2 separate regions of the Ovis aries genome follow, and region 2 is linked to region 1. A link is a contact called in public Hi-C data. All regions are on one chromosome and are shown on one strand. The core of a region is the stretch at or near the end of the contact, and the rest is flanking DNA. Distances in the headings are between cores, read along the strand shown. Region 1 has its middle 21 kb from the start of BMAL1. Region 2 has its middle 64 kb from the start of BMAL1.

Region 1 (6,253 bases), core at 1,919-4,418:
ATGGTAACACACACACACACACACACACACACACACACACACACACACACACACATAGAGATGGGAGTGATGAAAAAAATAAAGATGTCCAAGCTGAAAAAAGCTGATGATAAAAACTGTGTTTTAGACTCTAAGATTATACATTTTCTAAAAGGGCCAGGGGAGACATCAAAACACTTTATTTCTCTGACAAGGGATGCAGTTAAATTCTGACTTCTATTACATATCCTTACGTAAAAGGAAATTTCTAAATGAAACCATTTCTTTTTATTTCAAGTCTATCCTAAGGTTTCTCCAGCTGATTTATAAGCTAACACACACACACAAACTCTCCCCCTCTCTCTCATACTTTCAAAGACTCAATACAAATATTTTTAATATTCTTTTCATTCACTTGAAATAAAATTTGTAAATCATATAACCTGCCAACGCTTACAATTTCAAGACAATCAACATTGCTGTAATACAAAGAAGAAAGAAAATAAAGTTAGTTAAAGTAAAATAACACATCCATCAATACGCAGAGGTTGGGCACAGCTACTCTCCAGACATAGTGAAAGATGTAATGAGATGCCTGTAGCTATTTATAACAAATAGGTAAACCTCATATACTTCGGTGCTTGTGTTCCTGGAAAATTCAGTATATATTAAAAACATGCAAATTTTATCTTTGTTTATATGTAAAATGAAGTCAGATTCCAGGCCCAGGTCGTTACATACACAGTTTCACCTACACGAATGCCCTCTGAACTTTAGGAAACTGGGTGGGATGCTGGACAGTTCTTTGTTCTCCATGTGTTAATCCAGCATCTCTGCTGCCCTGCCCCGCCAGGTGAAAGCCCTGATCCCCACAGTGACAGCCCAACCACCTTACACATTCCCAAGATGTCCTATAGGGGGCGCTACGCACTCATTCAGAACCAGTATGTTTCAACTCATCTGCAAAGAGAAGGGTCAAAGAGAGGGGTAAGATAGTTACTCAAAGCCATATAAGAAATCAACAGCAGAGTGGATGGCGGAGAAAAAAGGGGATTGTTATAATGTTACGCCATCGAGGATCTCATCTGATCCTCCTCCCACCCCGTGGGGTCAGTTCTATTACTGCCCCCAGTTTTCTGACAGAGACACTATGTTTCAGGGAGGCTAGCCCAATGGTCAGGGCCCCGTTTTTGGTAATTACAGAACCAGATTTTATCAAGTCCTGTTTATATTGCTTCAAGCTGCTCTCCTTCCAGATTTCTGGGTCCAGACCTCAGAACTCAGGTCCCTCACTTGGCTGCTTACCTCTAAAAAATAGTAACCAGGATGCATGCAATCTAAAAAACAACTGATGAAGAGAAAGATGGTTCAAACCCTGTTTCCCAGCACTTCTGGCTCAACCCGTGTGTGACCACCGCCTGGAGCAGAAAAGCCCAGGGACGCGTGAGCACAGGAAGCAGACTCTTGATGAATCACCTTTTCCTGGACTCTTGGGGCAACCTGGCCTGAGCGTTGGGGTCAGGGCAGGGTGACCGATGTGGCTGCAGGCTGGGTCTTGGGGATGGTTACTGCCGCAGAAGACCCCACACCCCCACAATCCCACTCCATGCCTCACAAGGCAGTAGGCAGCTGAAGGGCTGGGGCCCATGCTAAAAGCAGGAAGGGCCAGACAGTGAACGAGGGTTTGAGGTATCACGTGGGGGAAATGGTCTGAAACAACCACTGCAGCTTCATGGCACATCTGCCTTTGCTCATTTAAGCCTAAAAGAAGCATCCTTAGGAAAAGACACTGTTACTTCTGTCTTACAGAAGAGGAAACAGAGATCACGAGTGACCTGTGCCTAGTCGCACAGCTCGGGGACACAGCACTCAAGTCCAGTTTGGACTGGCCTTGACATGCCCTCTCTCATCTCTCTCACCTGCGCTTCCAAAACCCTTCCTGATGCATGCATTTCAGGAAAATGTATATTTGGCACCTGCCATCCCAGCTTTGGAGGGTAGGCGGTATCGCATCTCTCCCTTCCACAACTGCTGGGGCTGTTCTGGGAGAGTGAATGCTGAATTAGGAACTTGAAGCTATGGTCCAGTCTTAGAAGTCTTAGGGACTTTTCTCTCTCTGCTTTATGGCCACCAAAATCATGATGAGGCATTCTGAACATGAAACCTATTGCACTGGACTTCATGTGCAGGAAAAGAAAATACTAAGAGCCCACGTTTGTCACCCTGATCAAAACCCACTGCACCATGAACTCTGCAGGGCCTGGCAGAGTTTGGATGAACCCATTTGTTGGTGACAAGGCAAAGGCCTCTGGACTGCAGTAGTTCTATCAAAACAAATTCTGAGGATGTTTCATAGGAAATGATTCAACTCGGGCTCCCTCGAAATGATTCCTTGCAAAATCACAGTAGGGGCCAGTCCCAATCTAATGCACCATGGGCTTACTTCCAGCGTTATGGCTATAAGATAGTATGGCCCCACAGTTGAGGGCATGGGCATTGGAGCCCGACCACCCAGCTCCAGTCTTCACCCCACCACTTCCTTGTGTGATTCTGGACAACATTTGACCTCTGCTCCTCAGGTTCCTCATTGGCAAAATGCAGCTATTGGCAGTACCCACCTCATTCATAGGTGATTGTGAGTAGTAAGAAAATTCATGTGAGGAGCTTAGGACAGCACCTGGCCTGTGAAAAGCACTCAATGAGTGTCGCCAATCATTAATATGGACTGCCATGTTGCACAAGGGCAGTGGAAGGCGCTGGAGAACAGAGACACTGGGGAGGGAGATGAGAGGGTGGGAGGAGAAAGGAAGGGGGCCTGTGAGCATGAATTCCAAACTCTACCACGGACCGCCTATGGACCTTTGTTCTGTGTTGGTACGAAGGGCAGAACTAGGTCAACAAGGAAAACAGTGCCAAGAGGCAGATCTGGATTAGAATAAAGAAGGATTTCCTAACAGGCGAATATACCCATAAGGGAGGGAGCAGGAGGCTGGGCGTGTGGGCTCCCGGGGGGACCCGGGCCTGACTGTCCTGATGAGCACAGATGGGGTCTTCCTGCACAGGAGGGTGGCCACAGGAAGTGACCCCTGGATGCCCTTCCCCTGGACCATTCTGTCACTCTGATAAGGAGCAAATAAGTGCTGATAGCCAGGGTGTGGTTCATCCAGCCAGAAGGATGGAGGGTGGACTTTGGACAGGTCTTAACATTCACAACCCTCAGGACTTTCACTTGAAGCTCTCAGTACTCCAGGTGGTGGTGGCCGAGGTAGCAGGGCCTCTGACCAGCAATGGCTCAATGAACCAGAAGTGTTTCTTGAATGCCAGCTGGGTGGCTGGCACAGTGATTCAGAGAAAGTGAAATGACAAGAGCTGCGGCCACGGACCATGAACACTGCCTTCCTTTTGAGAATTTAAAGCTGGCATCAATTACGAATGCCACTGCTACATAGGAGACACATAATATGAAGCAACCAGGCCTGCTAGTATCTCCGTGGGCTGGGACGGGGACAGGAAGGCCACAGGCAACTTCCCAACCTCTTCTCAGGCGAAGGTTTCAGGGTTCTTTATCCCGGAACCTTTTACTGACACAGCCCTTGACCTGGGTTTCCTTGGTCTCCTGGGCTGAGCTGCACACAGAGAAAGATGCTGGGACACAGTTAAATGCCAGGAGCAGGATGCAAGACAGAAAGGGGAGAATCTGCTCCTTGAAGATTGGTTCAGAGGTGGGACGCACAGGAGGAATCTACCACACTGAAATCGTGTTACCTTTATAAACTATAAAAATGAAAATTTTTATTTTATCAACCAAAATATTGCTAGGTTGTATTAAAACTACAACACGCATCTGAGAAAAAGTATGAACGCCTCAAACTAAAATGCTTGCCCCTTGGAAGAAAAACCTAGACAGCATATTAAAAAGCAGAGACATCACTTTGCCGACAAAGGTCCATACAATCAAAACTACGGTTTTTCCAGTAGTCAGTCATGTACTGATGTGAGAACTGGACCATAAAGAACGCTGAGTTTCAAAGAAGTGATGCTTTCAAACAGTGGTGCTGGAGAAGACTCTTGAGAGTCCCTTGGACAGCAAGGAGTTCAAAACAGTCAATCCTAAAGGAAATCAATCCCGAATGTCCACTGGAAGGACTAACGCTAAAGCTGAAGCTCCAATACTTTGACCACCTGATGCAAAGAACCGACTCATTGGAAAAGACTCTGATACTGGGAAAGATTGAGGGCTAGAGGAGAACGGGGTGACAGAGGATGAGATAGTTGGATGGCATCATCGACACAATGGATATGAGTTTCAGCAAACTCAGGGAGGTAATGAAGGACAGGGGAGCGCGGCGTGCTGCAGTCCATGGGGTCACAAAGAATTGGACATGACTTAGCAACTAAACAACAACAAATGCTTATCAGCTATTTTCCAGGTAATGGAAACTGCTAATTTATACATTCTTAACTCAAAAGCAGGTGAGTGGCTGTAGGTATCAAAAGAATAACTAAAAAACCCAGCAAATTATGGAGGTGACACCAAGGATATTCCATGTACTGACTTTATTCTTTGCCACATGGAAACACCTGGCAACATGTTTGAGAACCACTGTCCAGAGTGGGAAGGAGCTCACTGGGCAGGAAGACAGACTCTCTGCTCAGAGAAGAGTGTGCTCAGTAATCCGAAGGCCCAGCCTGAGTAACTCGGGGCCGGCCTGCTGTGGCCCCACCTCCTTCCTTTCCACCGTGGACTCCGAGGTCCCAGCATGTCACTGTCCTTCCCTCTCCACTTGGCTTTTTGTCTGTCCGTAAGTAACTCCCACAGCTTCTTCTGGCCTGTGATCTCTTCCCTCCCACTCACTCCTCTCTGTGCCGCCCGCTACAACCTCAATTGAAAATCACTGCCCTCCAGTGCTGCAAGAGGAGTCTACCCCAGAAGCTTCCACAGCCCCTCCTTCCTCAGAAAGGCTTCCTCAGCCTCCTCTGTCCCCTCTCAGACTCAGAAAGAACTAACACCCAGGGCCCACTCGGCCCAGGCATGCGCCGGGCATCGGTCCAGGGCAAGAAAGAGACACATATTCCAGCTCCCATGCTAGCCCCAGTCCATAGATACTGGCCGCCCAGAGGGCTACACAAAGAAGGATCCTGAGGGTCAGAGAAAAGGACCGCCATGATCTGCTATCACCCTTTATTCAGCCTGGAGTTTGGAGGCCTGAGAACAGCAGCACTCACGCCCCTCCCCCTCACTGTCCCAGGATGGGGCAGAGCGTCCCACAGAACTCAGACCACCCACCCTGGCCTGCACCCCAGTCCTTCATTCCCTTTGGAGTTCCCTTGAAATCTCCCCAGTGATCCACTCCCAGGCTCTCCAAAACTGCAATATTTATATCCCCTCACTAGCACCCACGGATGCACCGCACTTCCCCTCCCGCAGCACCCAGCAAATGTGCAGCACCTTTTTGCATCAGAAACTTCACGGCATCTATAAAGCTCTGCCCAAGCATGTCAGACAGCAACTGATTTTACCTTCGTCTTGGTATCCAAACACACAGATTCCAAAACTACCCCATTCTTAACCATCATCTCCTCCACTCACTAGCTGGTTTATTGTACATATAACTTGGTTCACTCATGCACATGATGATTATTCGACCATCTGTCTGTCTGTCTGAGACTGTCAACCCTGAAGGGCAGAAATCAGATCTGTTTAACTCATTAGCTTCAAGCTCAGTAGAGCAGAGACTGTCAGAGAAAAGGGTAGAGACTGTGGCCTCAGGGCAGTTCTGCTGCAACTCGCCACTCTGCTCTCTGAGCCTCAGCTTCCCCAACTACAATAAGATGTACTTGAACTAGAGGGTCTCTGAGGTCTCATCCAGTTCTGATGCTCCAGGAGGCCAGAAAGCACTGGAATCACATCGTTTAATGACATACATGGGTAATGATTACTCAGGGTCGGGCTCAGTGAGATACCACGATATAGCTCCTCTGAGAAGAGTGGATCCACCATCACAATGAGTGAACAGCCCTACAGTGGATATTTAGTGTGGTGGAGTATAGGCTTGGATGGCTTAAGTATGATGGACAATGAAGAGTGATTTTTATTTCCCTTTGAGAACATAAGTACACTATCCTATATTTATATCCTCCATCTCCTAATTTAGACTGCGTAGAACTTCTGATCAGCACTCACTTGCCAATAACTTCCCTCTACATCTAAATGAAGAATGGGAGTCATATAAGTTCACAGATTGAATGGATGGTTGATTTACAAAGCCCTTAA
Region 2 (6,253 bases), core at 1,342-3,841, 43 kb after region 1:
AGAGCAGTAGCTACCACATTGCAGGACCATAGCCGAATGCACAGCTTGGGAACTGCCTGGCTTCAAACACCAAGCACTCATCTCGAAGAGCTGCGGCTGAACCTGTCCTGCCTGGAGTGGGCTAAGTGCTGGATGGATCACTTAGTGCCTCCCCCAAAGCTCTCAGCTATCTCAAGGCCCCCACTGCGCCCTGGCCGTCCCGACTCATCCTCCCCACTGCACTCCAGGAGCACAGCTCAGACCATGCACCTGAGCCACAAGGAGAAAGAGGAAGCCGCTACAGGGAAAAGGGTAACAATCACTCTTTAAAAATGTTGGTGGAAAGAAGGCATAACCAAATCTACAAAGTCATGAGCAGATGGAGGGGACACTAGAAACGGAAGGGTCCTGAGAGAACACAGGACAGGGTTGCTCAATTCCAGAGTAATAGCCTCAGAGGTACCTGACGCACACAGGAGTACAGGACAGAAAAAAAAAAAAAAAAAAAACAGTCACACAGCGAATGGGAAACCTGCAAAATTCATCTCCTTTGGTGACTATAATAAAGGCCAGCTAATTCAAGGAAGAGCATTACTCAGGACATCTTGCCTAACACATTATAAACACTTAGCTTTGTATATTAATTTCCAGAAGGAAAACGTCCTCTCTATAACAAGTTCCTAAATGCCTCAGTCAGAAAATAAGCTGGATAGGTCTGCATTAATTTGATTTGGCTGGAGAGTATTAATTTGTGGGACTAATTTTTAACTGGACCTTTATGACTATAAAAGTAATACATGCTCATTGTTGAAAAATAGGAAACTGCAGAGAAGATGATGAGAATAAAAATTACCTCTAATTCCACAAGATGAGAGCCACTGTTAACACTCTGGTGTGTTTCCCTCCTTCTATGAATGAAATTTTAACACAGTTGAGGGCATACTGTGAATACAATTTCAATTCCTGGCTTTTGCCAGTAAAGTTCATTAAAAATACTTCATTGGGTTCCAAGAAAGAAGTCCACCCTCAGTGAATATACAAATTAAAAACATAGTGAATAAAAGTTATTCATTTGTAAAGTTAAAAAACAAAGCAAAACTGATTATTTCATTGAGTCCCCATTTCCTTACTAGTAAAGGGAAAAAAAAATCACAATTATTAAGATTAAAATGGCCCAAAAGATAGAAACATTAAATTCATCTTTATATCCTCTTACCTACATCATATTTTCAAGAAATGGTTTTTTAAAGCCACACATTTTTTCAAATCAACAGAAGAATTTTATAACTGGATCTTATTATTATGAAGCAAAAAGTCAAGTTTTAGTGGTGTTGGTAAAGTTTTATCTTCCAAACTGCAGGTGAACGAAACCATTTAAAAATGATCAGTTCACATTCATGGACCGTGACATCCAAATCAAAGTCTTATCTCCAGTTTTGCTATATTCTGTGACCTAAACTGTGGAGTAAACAAATCACCCTGAAAAGGACATACTATGTGTCATACGCTTCCCGGTTGGGAGCTGTCCTACTGTCTGCCTGCATCCTGGTAAGGTACCTGGTTTTACATGTAGGTCCAAGGTCTTGGCCAGTGGAGAGTAGAAGAAATGTTCCACCTAGCAGAGAAGACCGTCCAAGCTCAGGAGCTCTGTAGCACAACACAGTTTTTCCCACCTCTCATACCAGTTCACACCTCACTGAACAAATGCGTCCATGCCAGGCACTGGGCTGGATGCTAGGGACACAAAGGTCAATAACACAGACGCTGTGCCCGCTGCCATGGCGCTGCAGTCTGCGGCACTTCCGCATCCATCATCCTCACACTAAGCCTGGGAGACAGAAAGGTCACTGTCACTGTTCCCATATTCCTGATGGATAAACTGAACATTCAGTGGATTATTTTATCCCAGGTTATGGCATGGAAGAGCTAGACTCAAATCCAGGGTTTCTGACTCCTTATCCAGGGCTCTTTCTGCTGGTGAATTTCTTTACTGTCAACTGAAGTCTTCTAAATTACTCATATTCCCTCCAGCACCTGGGTTCTACCTGGCCGCCCAGTGTCTGAGCAATGCGTTCCCCTGATCATTAAATGGCTGTGTGTATCCTGATTTCCGGGAGTCTTCTTAGATTCTGACTCTGGGCTCGGGTACCTTTTCAGCTTTCCTGGTAAGAGCTGCAGACCCCACTCACTCCTTCCCACAGTGTAGCACACTGCTAGCCTCCTCCATTGTTTAGTCTCCTTTCCACCTGAAAAGTAGATTTTGCTGTACTCCTGGGAGCTTTCTCAGCTTCCTTTGCAGGTAAATGTAGCCATTTGACTAAGTTCTGGCCACTGGGATAAAAGAATGCGCGACTTCCAGGTCTTGCCCTCACGATGACTGCATGTATGACTCCTTGACCCTTTTCCCCTGGGAGATGGCACAAAGCAAGGCTTCCACCTTCAGCCACCAAGCGGAAGGCACACGCTGAAGGCAGTGGGCCTGGACCACTATCTACTAAACTGGCATATGAGAAAGAAGCCAGCTTCCACCCAAATTCAGCCAACGTGCCTGTAGATCTCCCTAAGACAGGAATGTGCTCTGTGTCCCAATCGATACAAAAAGCTTGAGTGAAATCAGTTCTGCATTCTCTTGGCAAAGCCCTTTGTCTCTGATGAAATACCTTAAAGGGGATGTTCAAAACTGTGTGGGTAAGTATTGCATTCAGGTTTATTTCATGGAAAACCTTTCAAAAATGAAATTACTTCAAATGAAATTATCTCAAAGATGACTTATGTTCAGGTCACAGGAAAATCGAGAGGGCCCAGAAAAACAAACCTGCCTCCTGTAGTAACAGGAGGGGAGAGAACTCTAAGTGATAACACAACCAGTCCTCTCTCCTAAAACAGTTCACTCCATTCCTAGAAAAGGCACGGAGAGCTGAAATCACGTGAATCAAGACTCATTTCTCCATGGAAACAATGTGATAATGAGAGCGTGTGTTCCCAACCAAGAACTCGATGGTCAACTTTGTAAAGAAATTACGTAAACTCCATGTTTTATCATCTCTTAAAGCCTTGGGACTTCTAAAGCTAGAAGAGCTGATGGTCCAATAATACACCACAGAAGATCTATGTGTGTTCTGTACCATTGAAAGTAGGTGCAAATCAATTAAAAAAACACAACCACCAATCACATGACTGACTACTTATTTGGATTCAGTAACAGCGAAGTGTGCAACACAACATATTTCACCCTAATAATTCCTGCTGGCCTCTGAATACAGTAAATCAGAACATTTAAGAATGACTTCAACAGAGTAAGTGAAGAGGAACTTGGGAAGAGAGAAGAAGTTGTCAGAGAAGTGGTGTTTAAGCCTGACTCTGCCACTGACTAGCTTCGGGACCCTGGACAGTAGTTTAAGTTCTTTATATATTTCTGGCGTGCAAAATGAGACTTCGTAACACCTGTCCTTGTAGGGTTGTGTCCTTGTAAGACAAGAAAACAGAGGTAAAAACTGCTTTGTAAATCACACATGAGTGGTGCGTGGCATTGTTATCAGGACCATGACTTCAGGATAGGCTTTCATAAGATCTTGACGAGCATCCACATGAAAATGGAGTAAGCTACCAACCACCCTGTCACTTTCTGAGAAACTGACCCAGAGCAACTGTTTCATCATTCTTCTCTTCCCCCAACACCCCCCTCCCCCGCCACCACCACTTGCCCTAGCCAGCACAGTTAGTCAATCCAGCGCATTCATTTTTGGCATCCTTTGCTCATAAGCCACAGGGCAGTTGGCAAGAGCTGCCAGATGCCAGCCATGGGCTGTGAAGGAGGGAGAGCCGTGGTGAGCCAAAGTCACTATCAACCAAAAATGCCTTCCAAAGACCTACTGTGCTGTCAGAAACCTCAAAACCAGATTCAGGAAGCATTTTAGGGTTCCAGGAAAAGGGAGAAGACTGCAGCAGGTAAGAGGGAGAGTGTTCTGGGTTTGAATCTTGGCTTTTCCACTCACTGGACCATCAGAGGCACTGGATCTCAGTCTCCCTAACTAGAAAGTGGGAATCCACTTGACAGGGCTATTGAGAGTATTAAATGAGAAAAGTCATGTGAGCTCTTAACGTAGTTCTCAGCAGATGGGAAATACTCAGAGGTTAAGTACTGCTATAATTATTATTATGAATAATAAATACATCATGCAATACTAACAAAAATTAAGATTCGGCAAATCTCCAATCCTTCATGTCAAGACTCTGCCACAAGCTTTGTAACCAAGTATTATCAGGGCAGCATGCTGGCTCACCCACTAATTTTCCAAAGTAATCAAGGTTCTTCTGGATTTCTGCCTATGGCCCCAGGACAGGTGAAATATCTAAGAATGCCCAACTGGCCAGCTGGCTGGATCCTGACACTGGTTTTTCCAGTTCACAGCAGCTCATCACTAACCTGAGTGGTGTGCACAGAGGAGTATAGATTAACTAGCATCTCTGGCCTAACTTTTCTATCCATGCCCAGGCTGGTTCCCCTATTTCTGAGGGTGAAATATACCATTATCTTTAAAATATGGCCCTACCCAGCAAAGTGAGGCTAGTCAGCACCCATCTGGTGGACAGCGCCGCATCCCTAAACACACCCTAGAGACAGGAGAACTTCTGTGCCCTTCAGGCTCTGCCTGAAAGGCTAGTACACCTTCACTATTAAAAACACAACTTCTGCTCCCTACAACCAGGGAGCAAGTTTACAGCTCTTATCTTACTCCAGCATTAGAACCACACTGTAAGGGGCTGGATAAGAATTTATACCTGTTCCACAGATAAGGATCAGCCACAGCTAGAGACGTTAAGTTTCTGACTTAGGCTATCTGGGGCTTCCCTGGTGGCTCAGGGGTAAAGAACCTGCCTGCCAATGCAGGAGATGCAGGTTTGATACCTGGGTCAGGGAGATCCCCTGGAGAAGGAAATGACAACTCTCTGCAGTATTCTTGCCTGGGAAATCCCATGGACAGAGGAGCCTGGAGAGATATAGTCCATGGGGTCGCAAAAGAGTCGGACAAGACTTAGTGACTAAATAACAACAATCTGATGCTTAGGTGTTGGAAGCAGCCTAGAATGCAGGTTATCCCATTTCTAATCAGGGAACCTTCCTGGCAAACGTGGGTATTTGTTTTTAAACATCTGACTTCCATAATGGTGCTTTGCTTCTCGAGAAGTCATTAACCAAGGTGTCACGGTCACAATACACTGCAGATTCACATACTTGAAAGCCACTCACACAGGCAGATGTTCCCCACACTCTAAATTCTAAAGGGCGGCTGAAAACAGCCATGCCGATTAACATAATTGACAATTAATTCCCAGTTCTGGCTCCACTCAGCTGAATCTCTGTCTGGATTCAGCTAGTAGCCTCCTACCCTGTCTCTGCTGCAGTCAGTCCCTCCGCTCCAATCCAGCTGGAACACTCACACTGGACTAACGTTTACGTGTCAGTTGCTTCAGTCGTGTCCGATGCTCTGTGACCCTATGGACTATGGCCCACCAGGTGCTTCTGTCCGTGGTATTCTCCAGGCAAGAATACTGGAGTGGGTTGCCATCTCCTCCTCCAGGGGATCTTCCCAACCCAGGGATCGAACCCACGTCTCTTACATCTCCTGCACTGGCAGGCGGGCTTTTTACCATAGCGCCACCAGAGAAGAATGATTTCACGTCACTAAAAACCATAATCATAACGAAACCACCTCACCGGTTCTCTACCAGTCTCTACCTCACTAGGTAAACGGTGACTTGCCACGTAAGGGTGCTGAGTTTCTGCAAAATGAAGGAGTAGACTAGAGTCTTGTCCTTTACAGCTCGTGACTCTAAACCTCCCACCCAAACCCAAATCCTGCATCTGGAGGATGGTGGGAGACAGCGGCTTCCACTGGTCGAGTCTCCACGGCCTAGTTTTTAATCCTGGATCCGCTGCTTCTTGGCTATGTGACCTTAGGACGGTTACTAGATCACTCTGTGCCTCAATTTCCTCATCTCTGAAATGATGCTAATAATAGTATCTCCTTCATGGGCTTTTGTAGGCATTAGATCAAATAATATACGTGAAGTACGAAGGACCTCATAAGAACTCTCGATGTGTTAGTAATTATTATCGTCTGAAATTAAAAACCTTCCATTCCACACAAGTCTGTGTCCCTGAATACACACTGGTCATCCCTACCTCGATGCTTTTCATATGCTGTGTTCCCACCTACCTACTCCCTGGAAACACCTGTGCTACGCTTTTCTGTGAATCTCAATTCTACAC

The links. Hi-C and Micro-C count contacts between places; a contact is called where the count stands out from the background.
Region 2: a Hi-C map of liver shows a contact between it and region 1, with 2.1 times the contacts expected there. The contact joins two enhancer-like sites. A contact is called at or near these places in 3 of 16 Hi-C or Micro-C datasets (hypothalamus and liver).

What each region holds. Positions count from the first base shown.
Region 1 is chr15:39,102,678-39,108,930 of ARS-UI_Ramb_v3.0, forward strand. It overlaps a transcript of BMAL1 not described here. Among named protein-coding and RNA genes, the nearest start is that of BMAL1, 21 kb to the left of the region's middle. Within about 2 kb of position 3,169, at least 5 of the 54 cell types and tissues checked have an H3K27ac peak or open chromatin away from gene starts, as enhancers often do. A contact at or near this core is called in liver, where this site is marked.
Region 2 is chr15:39,146,205-39,152,457 of ARS-UI_Ramb_v3.0, forward strand. It overlaps a transcript of BMAL1 not described here. Among named protein-coding and RNA genes, the nearest start is that of BMAL1, 64 kb to the left of the region's middle. Within about 2 kb of position 2,592, at least 2 of the 54 cell types and tissues checked have an H3K27ac peak or open chromatin away from gene starts, as enhancers often do. A contact at or near this core is called in liver, where this site is marked.